Regions from separate parts of the Zea mays genome. Here region 1 is linked to region 2. A link is a contact called in public Hi-C data. All regions are on one chromosome and are shown on one strand. Each heading gives the region's core, a stretch centred on a gene start, on an enhancer-like site or on the middle of the called end of the contact. The rest is flanking DNA. Distances are from core to core; before and after follow the strand shown. Region 1 holds the start of LOC541882 (G2-like 1). Region 2 holds the start of LOC100280134 (nucleic acid binding protein).

Region 1 (2,700 bases), core at 132-2,631, 190 kb before region 2:
CTTCGCTGCAGTCGCTGGTCTGACAGAGACAAAACGGGCAGGGACACCCTTCGCTCGACTCGGCACCAGACGAAGGCCTGCGACGGCGTCATCCCACAGTGCGGCCTCGTCCAGCTCAGAGGCCCACGTGTGATCCGGCCCAGTGTAACGGGCCCTGCGTGGCCGCCGCGTGTTACGGGCCTAATTTGTAAAGGCATCCCTGTAATTACAGTCTGTAACCCTGCTTTATGGGAATATTCTGGGGATAACCTAGGTAGCTCAGGGCACATGCGTCCTTAGCACAAGGCGCTGGGCGCTCAGGTACCTATAAATACCCTCGCACAGTGACCGTGGGAGGCCAGATTAACAGAGCTATTGCCATCTAGCGCGTAACCCTATTAACGTCACTGTTCACCATTGTTGGCCCCCCTTGCGAGTGAGAGCAAGTCCCAACATTATACATCACTCTTGTAGTTTCATAAACTACAAGAGAGACATATAAGTTTTATAAATAAATTTACTTTTATTTTTCCTATAAAGAAATAACCAAAACAAAAATATACATCTCGATGAGTTATACAACTTTATAGTTGAAAACTTTTACAGCTCAATTATTTTTTCTTCAAAATTTGATTTGCATAGTGTAAAAAAAACATTCAGCGAATGATTTCTCTAGCTGTTTGCCGAGTGTTAAAAAACACTCGCCAAAATGTTTCTTTGCTGAGTGTTTTTTAGTCGAGCGTTTTTTGTTTGACAATTAGTAAAGAGTTTTTTTTTTGTTTTGTTGACTGTGGAAAGAAAAACAATAAGCAAATTATTTAACGCTCGGCAAAGGGCCAGAATTGTGAACTATATATACTGCTCCGTCTCGAACTAGGCCATCGGAGCTTCTGCGAGACACTGAGAATCCACGAATCCAGCAGCCTCCATGCATGACCTCCAAGCTCAACGCAGACGTGAAGTTCAGGGCAGCACTCCACGATGTCCCGTTGGGGAAGACCTAATAGGACCGCCAGTAGAAAACGTCACTGTACTAGTACAGTCTCCAGCCGATATACATGCAGCTGAGCCGCTGTCATATCTTGTTCTCTTCCTGTTGTTCGCCACCGTCTCACGAGATCGAGTCCACCTCTCTGCCCAGAGTTGCATCAACGAAAAGAAAAAGGAAAAAAAACCGGCGGTTCCAAAAAAGACTCGGCCACACACAGGCACACGCTCGCTACGAGGCCACAATAATTCGCAGAAGCGACCAAGCTGCACTTGCGCTCGCGGACAAGGCCACCCATCTAAAGGATTCAGAGAGATCTTTGCGAGGCTTGTGGTCGAGATGCCTTCGCCGTTCGCCACAAATACTCCCCGGAGAGCGAGTACTTACTGGCTCGCCATATGGCACCAACAGCAAAACAGCGAAACAGTGCAGAGACAAGCTACAACAACCTACCCTAACAGGCCATTCCTTCCACTGCACTTCATTCGATCCTGAGCTATAGCTGGCTGCCTGAGCTCGCTCCAAGAAGTGTATCTATAGTATAGACACTAGGCTTCGTGTGGCGTGCTCGAGATATGCTTGCAGTGTCGCCGTCGCCGGTGCGGTGTGCCGATGCGGAGGAGTGCGGCGGAGGAGGCGCCAGCAAGGAAATGGAGGAGACCGCCGTCGGGCCTGTGTCCGACTCGGACCTGGATTTCGACTTCACGGTCGACGACATAGACTTCGGGGACTTCTTCCTCAGGCTAGACGACGGGGATGACGCGCTGCCGGGCCTCGAGGTCGACCCTGCCGAGATCGTCTTCGCTGACTTCGAGGCAATCGCCACCGCCGGCGGCGATGGCGGCGTCACGGACCAGGAGGTGCCCAGTGTCCTGCCCTTTGCGGACGCGGCGCACATAGGCGCCGTGGATCCGTGTTGTGGTGTCCTTGGCGAGGACAACGACGCAGCGTGCGCAGACGTGGAAGAAGGGAAAGGGGAGTGCGACCATGCCGACGAGGTAGCAGCCGCCGGTAATAATAATAGCGACTCCGGTGAGGCCGGCTGTGGAGGAGCCTTTGCCGGCGAAAAATCACCGTCGTCGACGGCATCGTCGTCGCAGGAGGCTGAGAGCCGGCGCAAGGTGTCCAAGAAGCACTCCCAAGGGAAGAAGAAAGCAAAGGTACGCAGGGCTACGCATGCAGTATAGGCGTATAGCAATAATTGCAAAGCCCTAAATATATAGCAAAACAAAGCGATGATACCATGCATGTGTGCTCTGCTGACATGTCTTAACTTAACACAGGTGGATTGGACGCCGGAGCTTCACCGGAGATTCGTTCAGGCGGTGGAGGAGCTGGGCATCGACAAGGCGGTGCCGTCCAGGATCCTCGAGATCATGGGGATCGACTCCCTCACGCGGCATAACATAGCCAGCCATCTGCAGGTCCGTGCCGCGACGTACTCCAGCAGCTACTACCAATGTTTCCTTTGTGCTAACCCGCGACCGATTTTGGCTATCTAAATTGGAGCAGAAGTACCGTTCCCACAGGAAGCACATGCTTGCGAGGGAGGTGGAGGCAGCGACGTGGACGACGCACCGGCGGCCGATGTACGCTGCCCCCAGCGGCGCCGTGAAGAGGCCCGACTCTAACGCGTGGACCGTGCCGACCATCGGTTTCCCTCCGCCGGCGGGGACCCCTCCTCGTCCGGTGCAGCACTTCGGGAGGCCACTGCACGTCTGGGGCCATCCGAG
Region 2 (2,700 bases), core at 191-2,690:
GTTCGGTCGGCTGCCTGGCTTGCTGGCGCGGGAAGGTCGAGGCTCGTCTGCACGCTCGGTGCAGAGGCGGCTGGGCAGCGGCTCACGCGAGCGTGAGAGAGAGCAGAGAGGAGAGAGAGAGTTAGGGGAGAGAGAGAACAGAGGAGGGAGAGGAGAGTAGTAGAGGCTGGTGGCGGCGGCTTGGCTGGTGAGCAGGCGTGCGCGTTAGAGGCTAAGGTTTGGGGATGGGCCCCTAGTGGGCTGGCTGGTGAAGTTTGTTTTTTTTCTTCTTCTTTTTAATTGCGAAATACCTTTTTATATAGCTCAAAAATTCATAAAAAATGCACCAAAACTATTTATAAATAACATATTTATTTTTAGACTAATAATTGTTATATTATTTAATTATTATATTATTTACTAGGTTTTTCTTTAAAAAGGAATTGATAATAAACATCCGATAATCAATCAAGCGCATGCAAAGAAAACGATGAAAATGCAAATAAATAATTAATCACTTAAAAATTATTACCGTATTTACTAAATTTATTATTTTTAGTTGATGGTTTTTGTGGTGCTACAATTTGCAAAAAAAAACCTAGACATCCAGCTCGCTGATGAAGAGAGAAAAATGTGAGAAATTGTAGGGGCCAATGGGCTATCCTATCTAGCAGCTCTTTTGCCCGAATCTTGAGGGTTGCTGTCTATGGAGTTTGTAGTGATGGTTTCTATTTTTTATGGATCCTTTTTGTATGCATGTTTCTGGTCTTCATAAAGAGTACCTTGTATTTTTTCGGTCTTCTCTAAGGCCTTGTTACATTTTTTTCTTAATATATAAAAACATGTGTTTTTTCTGTATTTTTCGAGAAACAAATTTTTTTAACAAAAACTGATGTGGCACTGAAGTGACTATAGATTGAAGATAAATGTTGTTATTGAAGTGTTGCAATAGATAAGAGCTAATGCTAGCAGATAAAGTCTGATGAATAACAATGTGATGGTAGATATAGCCTGAAAAGATAAAACCAGCCTTATAATTCCTTTTTTATGGACACTTCAAACTAACTCTACGTGAGTAATACTACCTCTATTTTTTTACTGGACCTCGATAGTTTAAATGTATATAAAAAACGTTAAATAAAAACTAGAAGGGGATACTTATCTACTTTATGTATGTGCGTTCTTGATTTCCGTGATAGTCTTTGTAGATTTTTGGGTCTATTTTAGACCTTGTTTTATTTTTTTAAATATATATGATGCACAATTTTTTTGAGATTTTTTTTGGGGAATTTGCACCACTTTTCTCATTTTGTGATCAAAAGTTTCCATTTAAGACCGTGGTTTGTTTTGCGTAAGGAAATGTTATCGCTCTTTTTTGTTATGAAAAGAATCATTGATAATTTGAAATCATTATTAGTTCCCATGCTTTATCTTTCTCAGACTATACATTAAGAAAAAACATCGACTGGTTTTTTTTTTCTGAATTGTGATGATAGGCGGGCAGCGCTGAGAAACGGAAGAGGACACGAAGCAGAAGCAAAGAAAAAAAGTAAAACCAAGAACCGCCGCCTCGCCGTTCGAGAGAAGGGAAGAGGGGGGAAAAAGATGCTCGCCAGAACCATCGGAGGCGCCGTCCGAACCCGCCTCGCGCCGTCCCTCGCGAGCCTTCTCTGCCGCGGCTACGCGTCCCCCGCCTCCTCCGCCGACGACCTTGTCATCGACGAGGACCCGCCGCGCGCCGCCTCGACGTCCGTTGCCGCCACCACCGTGGCGGCCACCGTGCCGACCCTCCTGCAGCCGCGGGTGCTCATCTACGACGGCGTCTGTCACCTCTGCCACCGCGGTGAGTGGAACAGCGACACCCTGCTCTGGGGTTTTCTCAAGGGATCATTTCGTTGTCTTCACAATTGGGCGAACGATTGATGTGCACTCCGATTGTTGGATCCGTGATGCTCTCGTGACCGAGAAATTGTTCTCGCCTTTGCAATGCAGGGGTGAAGTGGGTGATTAGGACGGATAAGCACGCCAAGATCAAGTTCTGCTGCGTGCAGTCCAAGGCCGCCGAGCCATACCTGAGGCTGGTGGGCATGGACAGGGAGGATGTGCTGCGGCGTGTCCTCTTTGTCGAGGGCCCCGAGGCCTATTACGAGGGCTCTACGGGTTAGTTACTACACTCCTGATCGGATCAAGAAGTTATCGGTCACTTGTGTGCTATGAACAGACTAAACGTTGTGATGCTGGGGTGGTGTGCAATGCATGCTAGTAGTAAGAATGCTAACAGCAGCTAGTTAGCAACTATGAGCTATTTGGATTACCATTCTTCTGTTTTACTTTAGTTTCATGACACCATCTTGGAGGATATTTCAGCTCTTGAGTTACATGTCCGTAGGATGCTGTGCCAATGTGACATCTCTCATGATTTATGAATCGTGGGCGGATCACCTTTTGCTTCTTGTTGATGCTTATGATTTGGGTCAGCTGCAGGATTCATCATTAACAACCATTGTGAAGGATAGTAATGTAGCAAGCCTTACCATGTTCAGTGGACTAACTTGATCTACAGTTTGCTCTGTCTCATGTTGCCCATCCTACTATCTCTCTCATCATGCATTCCTTACCAATGAATAAATGATGTACCAGTTGTAGTTGTTAGGGCATCTTCAAGAGACTAGCTAAATAGCTTGTCAAGCTAAATTTTAGCTACTTAATAGCAAAATAGCT

Evidence for each region. A called contact is a pair of places that touch in the nucleus more often than the background predicts.
Region 1: a contact with region 2 is called in a Hi-C map of leaf, with 4 times the contacts expected there. The contact joins the promoter of LOC541882 here to the promoter of LOC100280134 in region 2. A contact is called at or near these places in 4 of 25 Hi-C or Micro-C datasets (bundle sheath, ear, leaf and 1 more).

The regions. Positions count from the first base shown.
Region 1 is chr9:4,109,923-4,112,622 of Zm-B73-REFERENCE-NAM-5.0, reverse strand. LOC541882 (G2-like 1) reads left to right here and starts at 1,381. Exons shown (of 6, transcript NM_001111548.1): 1 at 1,381-2,127; 2 at 2,251-2,391; 3 at 2,480-2,700. The coding sequence starts at 1,543.
Region 2 is chr9:3,915,988-3,918,687 of Zm-B73-REFERENCE-NAM-5.0, reverse strand. It overlaps LOC100280134 (nucleic acid binding protein), which reads left to right and starts at 1,440. Exons shown (of 3, transcript NM_001153067.2): 1 at 1,440-1,822; 2 at 1,972-2,139. The coding sequence starts at 1,585.